Linked DNA regions of Mus musculus: region 2 is linked to region 1. The links are chromatin contacts, called in public HiChIP or PLAC-seq maps. All regions are on one chromosome and are shown on one strand. Each heading gives the region's core, a stretch centred on a gene start, on an enhancer-like site or on the middle of the called end of the contact. The rest is flanking DNA. Distances are from core to core; before and after follow the strand shown. Region 1 holds the start of 9430053O09Rik (a long non-coding RNA gene). Region 2 has its middle 9.7 kb from the start of Mir125b-2.

Region 1 (2,700 bases), core at 100-2,599:
ACTGCTTAGTTTTTCTGCAGTAGCACAGTAATCATATGTTTTAATCGTAAGTGACAAATCACAAGGCAAAAGGGAAATCAGATATTGGAAGCCATAGTAAACATCTGTAAAGTATCAAATATCAAGACCAAAGAGACTTATTGCTTATTGATATGGCATGAAAATATACTAAAGTTTTTTGCTAAAACGTCGGCACAGAGGAACAAAGCCTTTGTAGTCAATGTGAGCTGCATGTTTTATTTATCAAAATAACAACACTATTGTGCAGTAAGGAAAGAAATATAGAACAGCTACATGTGAGGGCATGTATGCCTTTGCTCCCTTCACTCAGACAACATGTAAGTAAACTCACTGCATTTGAATTATTCACTGCAGGGTTTACAATAAGAAATTTATCTGGTAAATTGAAAAGACCTCAATTAAGAAGCATGCACAAACTCACACTCATACACAGTCATATACACACATGCATGCTATGGGTAACTGTAAAACAAGAGATAGTCCATCAGAGCTTAAGAGAGAGAGGGCAGCCTGGTTTCCAGCAGAAGATGACTAGCAGGCAGAACCTCGTAGCTTTCCCTTAACACAGGGCAGTTACTTCGGTTAACTTAGAAAAAGAATGGAAAATACAAAGCATGTGATTTCCAGGAATAGATAAACCCAGACTCACTGCTTAAAAATTAATTGCAGATGGGTTTATATTCCGAGTTTTTTTTTTATGGTGCCTGAATATTTATAAAGTACATGGTTTGCTTTTCAGTTAATTTAAAAACTGACCTTTGTACAAATAGAAAGGAAAGCATTTTTTTTTTTTGCATCTAGAAATAAAATGTACAGAGGTCAAATGAAACTATTTTCATTTAAGCTAGAACAAAGAAGCTAAAGGAAACAAAATATCTGGTCAAACATGTACCTGTGTTCAACCCTCACAGAATGCTAACCAGAATCTAAACAAACAAAACAAAACAGAACAGAAAAAAACAAAAACACCCTCGTAAATCATTTGACCCTAGGAACTTTAAAGGAAGGAAAAATATTATCTAAGGTATAGTAAGTTTATAAAATAATAGTTACCTACTTTTGCAGCCAAAAATAAACGTGTGCTGAAAAATATGATTGTTGCATGTGCATCCCAAAGAGAATAAAAATCCATCTAACTCCTCTTTCTTCATTGGTAGAGGGAAGAAGCAGCTTTGATTGCTTTTAGGTTTCTTCCTTTCCACCCTTGCTGCCTAGTCCCTCTTCTCGCCAGTGTATCTTTATGTTAGGAGAAACAGAACACAATCCCAAGACAGACATATTCAAAATAAACACTTCCGGGGCCAGAGAGTAACAGGCTTGCTGCTTTTCTTTCTAGCTTCTTTTAATATGAGTTTATACGTTCTGCCACAAAATTCAACTTGTAAGTAATCCTGTGGTACTTCAGCCTAGATGAAAAGAATGCTCATTGTGAATTATATTTCATCTGTCACAATAACCTTTTTTATTCTGCCCTGGACCTCCCCCTTGCCTTTGGCAATTAGAGAAAATATGTATGCCTTTAAGTATGAAGTACTCGTTTCTTCAAATCCAACCAAACCACTCCTGATGACAGTCACAGACAGACAGTGCTTTCAAATCACCATGCTGGGGAGATGCACCCAAGACATCCTCAAGCTACCCAGTTTCACAAGGACACGGTGAAATTGGGCATTCGGGAATGAGCAGGTGCCATAAGTCTCATTAACATCAGCTGCTGGTGAGCAGCAAGGAAATTTTAGTTATATTTAAAAATTGAAATGCAAAAACCTTCTAGTTACTTTTTTAGTTAAATCGTGCCCGGAGACAGATATTATCAGTAATATTTACTTCAATATATTAAATCATAATGATTTTATTTGTCATTTGTACTTTCCTAAGCACAAAATAAGTTATGTGCTTTTAAGTATATTTCAACACTTCCAATTAATATTTTTGCTGATGTTTAAAGAAGGAGAGAAAGCAAAGAAAACACATTCCTTTCAGATAGAGTTTAGCAGACACTGTCATTCAGTTTAAAAATCAATGTGTTTATCCGGTTTACTTACTCTTATAAATTCACTGAAATCACCTTGAGAGGCTCAAGTTCACCTTTCTGGATTTAAGCCTGTTAAATAACAGACACCATCAAGTCGTCCCCGTAAAAGGATAACTTAGATGCTCGGCTTTATAGGGTGTAGTAAAAGTTAGCACACTTCTACCTACAAAGCTACAAAAAAGACCTTAAGACAGCTACAAAGGAAAACAGAGGACAGGAGAAAAAAAAGTTCCGTTTTCACAGCAAAACAAAAATCCCTGCTTGTACAGTATCCCAGGCAGTCTCCAGAACAGCTGGATAAAGGCATACGAATAATTTAAGCCAACACAAAATTCATCAAGTATGAAGAAAGAAAGAAGGAGAAAAAAAAAAAAACCAACTTGAGACTAAAATGAAAACCTTTTGGCCCACAGCACAGGTTGGGCACAAAAGTGCTGGCTAAGCTATCTATTTCACACATGCAACGACAGAAGGTTCGATATTCATTCGATCGATGAGTGAAAAGGCACAATGGCAAAATCAGACAGACTTCTTTTCAAATACAGATCTCCAATGTCCCCCTCCAGTCTGCAGCTGCACGGCTGGTGGTGTGGCTCAGACGGAGCAAGGGTTACATCAAGGCTGCTCTCTGGACCGTGCAAACA
Region 2 (2,700 bases), core at 188-2,687, 220 kb after region 1:
CGTATATGTAGCAAAGGATGACCTTATTGGGCATCAATGGGAGGAGAAACCCTTGGTCATATGAAGGTTCAATTCCCCATTGTAGGGGATTGCCAGGGTGGGGAGGCAGGAGTGGGAAAACACTCTCATAGAAGCAGGGGGAAGGGGGATAACATTTGAAATGTAAATAAAGAAAATATCCAATAAAATGTAAAGAAAAAAGTTACTAACTTGATCAGAATAAATGAAAATGGACACACTATTCAGTAAGATAGTTAAACAATGAAAGTAACTTGGATACATATTTTATCCAAAGGAGAAAGTGACATATATTTGTGATTTCTTTGTATATTTTTTAGTACAATAGAAACAAGCTTGAGAATTCTGTGAGGAACACACTTTTATTTTTCCAAGTTGCATAAATGCTTGGTTTTTTGTTGTTGTGTTTTGGGATATTGGATCTATAACTGAGGACCCCATGACTGCTAACCAGAAACCATATCACTGAGCTATATGTCTGCAGGCCCACATGATGCGTGCATTCCTGTGAGGAAAATTGGTCATGAAATTGATCTTCTGATCATAATTTTAACATGGATATATTTTCTCTTCTGGGATTTAATTGGCTTTTACATTTATCCAGTCTTTGTGGCAGGCTCTTTCTTCAAAGGACTGACTGGTGTGTGTGTGTGTGTGTGTGTGTGTGTGTGTGTGTGTTTGTTTTGTGTGTGTGTGTTTTAGGAAGCAAGTGCTAGCTGTGTGCAGTTATGCACTTCTAAGATAAAACACCAATGGCTCTTGTTTTTGAGTTTCTCTTTGTGCCAGAGTTGCTTCCTTCCAAGAGCCCATGTGGAACACTTGTAATCCACTATTTGTTTCTTCCTGGACTCTGGCTCCTGCAGGGATTTACCTGCCTAGTTTGATGGAGATAGTCCATCCCTATTTTATTTCATATAGAATTTCTCATTTGTTTTACCTAAACAGAGACTGATAGTTAAACACAATTAGCCTTGAGATATTAGTAGGACAGTTTCTGGTATTGTGTCTGGTTTCTTTGCAGGATTTATTGGCGATGCTTCTGCACTTAACTTGGTATTTTAATATAACTCTTCAAATAGCAGTATGTCACAGGAAGTAAAAAGTTTTGAGAAAAGCTAAGCAAGTCGCTTGAAAGAAATGGATGTTTAACTGCTTAATCCAATTAGAGACTCTTAAGGTCTATATTGACAAAGATGACAATAGCCTTTATAAGCATTAATTTCATGACCCAAACACTCTGTAGAAGCGAATGTAGAATTTGTAGATCCTTCAGCAAATCCTCCCCGTTGGCTGAATTTATTTAAAGAGCTTTTCTGGTCACCTTTGAACCTCAATGATTTCTCCAGATGTACAGACGTGAACAATGTAAAAATCTTGCTGCTTCAGCAGAAATGATTCCAGCTGGCTGGGAACTGGATCTGCAAGTCATTGGTTACAGCTGTGTTTCGATTTATGTGATGGTTGAAAAAATACATTACCCGATTAGATGGCTAGAAAGAGGACTCTTTGTTTAGCCCTTGTGTGGGGACTGAAACTGTTTATGGTGCTGTTTTCTCCGCAGCCTTTGCAAAGTAAAGCTGGACAAATAGACTTATTCAATGCTCCTTAGAAATGCTGCATATTCAGCTTGAATTCTTTACTGGAGAAACTGTATCTTTTTTTTCTAATGCTGTCACCCACCGAATGTTTTAAAGGTCTAGCATTTAAAAGGAGCATTACATTTTCTGTGGTACTGCATACAGCGTTTAGTGATGAAAAGCAGTTTCCTTTGTTTAATATGTACTTTAAATGTGTCTTTGTCAGGCATGGGGGGGAATAGGAATATGCTTTCTCTTTAACTCAAGTTCTACAGTAGCATGGGATCTGAATCTAATTTCTAATTAAGATATTCACTTCTTATGAGCTCATTGCACATCGACAAGAAAGAAAGAAAGAAAGAAAGAAAGAAAGAAAGAAAGAAAGAAAGAGAAAGAGGGAAAGAAAGAAAGAAAGAGGGAAAGAAAGAAAGAAAGAAAGAAAGAAAGAAAGAAAGAAAGAAAGAAAGGAAGAAAGAAAGAAAGGAAGGAAGGAAGAAAGAAAGGAAGAAAGACAGGAAGGAAGAAAAAAGAAGAAAGAAGGAAGGAAAGAAGTGATTTCTAAGAAAGTATAATCAAGTATTTCTATGAGAGTTTTGAATTTGTGAATACTCTTTGTCATCTCAGGAAAGTTTACAGTGTTTATAGGGGTGTGGTTGGCAAATTATGTTATTTTCTCAATTCTTTCTCTGTATTTCTCTTCACACAGGGTCTTGCTAAGTTGTTTAGGTTGGCCCAGAATTCCCTTTGTAGCTCAGGTTGGCCTTTTAAATGTCTGCTCAGTCTACAAAATAGTTGGGCTAATAGGCCTGGGCCACATCACAGTTGGCTTAAAATTTAGGTTTGCCAAAAAGCAAAATGCAGATAATTCATGCAAACATACCTTGCTGAAGCAGCTAATATATTATGAGTAGATGTTTGCTTGTAGATTTTTTTCCAATGTAGTTGAGTCAATCCATTTAATTTAAAAACAACTTGTCAGAACCAACGACTTGTTTATAACTTAATCAGATATATGGAGAAAAAAAAACCACAGTGGCATTTTTAATTTTAACTTCCCAGGTGGCACCAACTTTTAGGATTAATCCAACATTCTTAAAAAAACAAT

What was found. HiChIP or PLAC-seq counts read pairs in DNA pulled down with a chosen protein or histone mark.
Region 2: a contact with region 1 is called in an H3K4me3 HiChIP or PLAC-seq map of forebrain, with 2.6 times the contacts expected there. The contact joins the enhancer-like site here to the promoter of 9430053O09Rik in region 1. A contact is called at or near these places in 1 of 39 promoter capture datasets (hippocampal neurons), 9 of 484 Hi-C or Micro-C datasets (brain, cerebral cortex, cortical neurons and 3 more), 7 of 115 datasets of contacts at active chromatin or transcription factors (embryonic forebrain, embryonic hindbrain, embryonic midbrain and 4 more) and 1 of 9 other capture datasets (embryonic trunk).

Annotation. Positions count from the first base shown.
Region 1 is chr16:77,419,033-77,421,732 of GRCm38.p6, forward strand. It overlaps 9430053O09Rik (a long non-coding RNA gene), which reads right to left and starts at 1,350. Exons shown (of 4, transcript XR_003951960.1): 1 at 1,079-1,350. The region is part of intron 2 of Mir99ahg (Mir99a and Mirlet7c-1 host gene (non-protein coding)); the gene reads left to right.
Region 2 is chr16:77,635,239-77,637,938 of GRCm38.p6, forward strand. No RefSeq gene overlaps it. Among named protein-coding and RNA genes, the nearest start is that of Mir125b-2, 9.7 kb to the right of the region's middle. Within about 2 kb of position 1,438, at least 45 of the 459 cell types and tissues checked have an H3K27ac peak or open chromatin away from gene starts, as enhancers often do. A contact at or near this core is called in cortical neurons, embryonic forebrain, forebrain and 2 more, where this site is marked.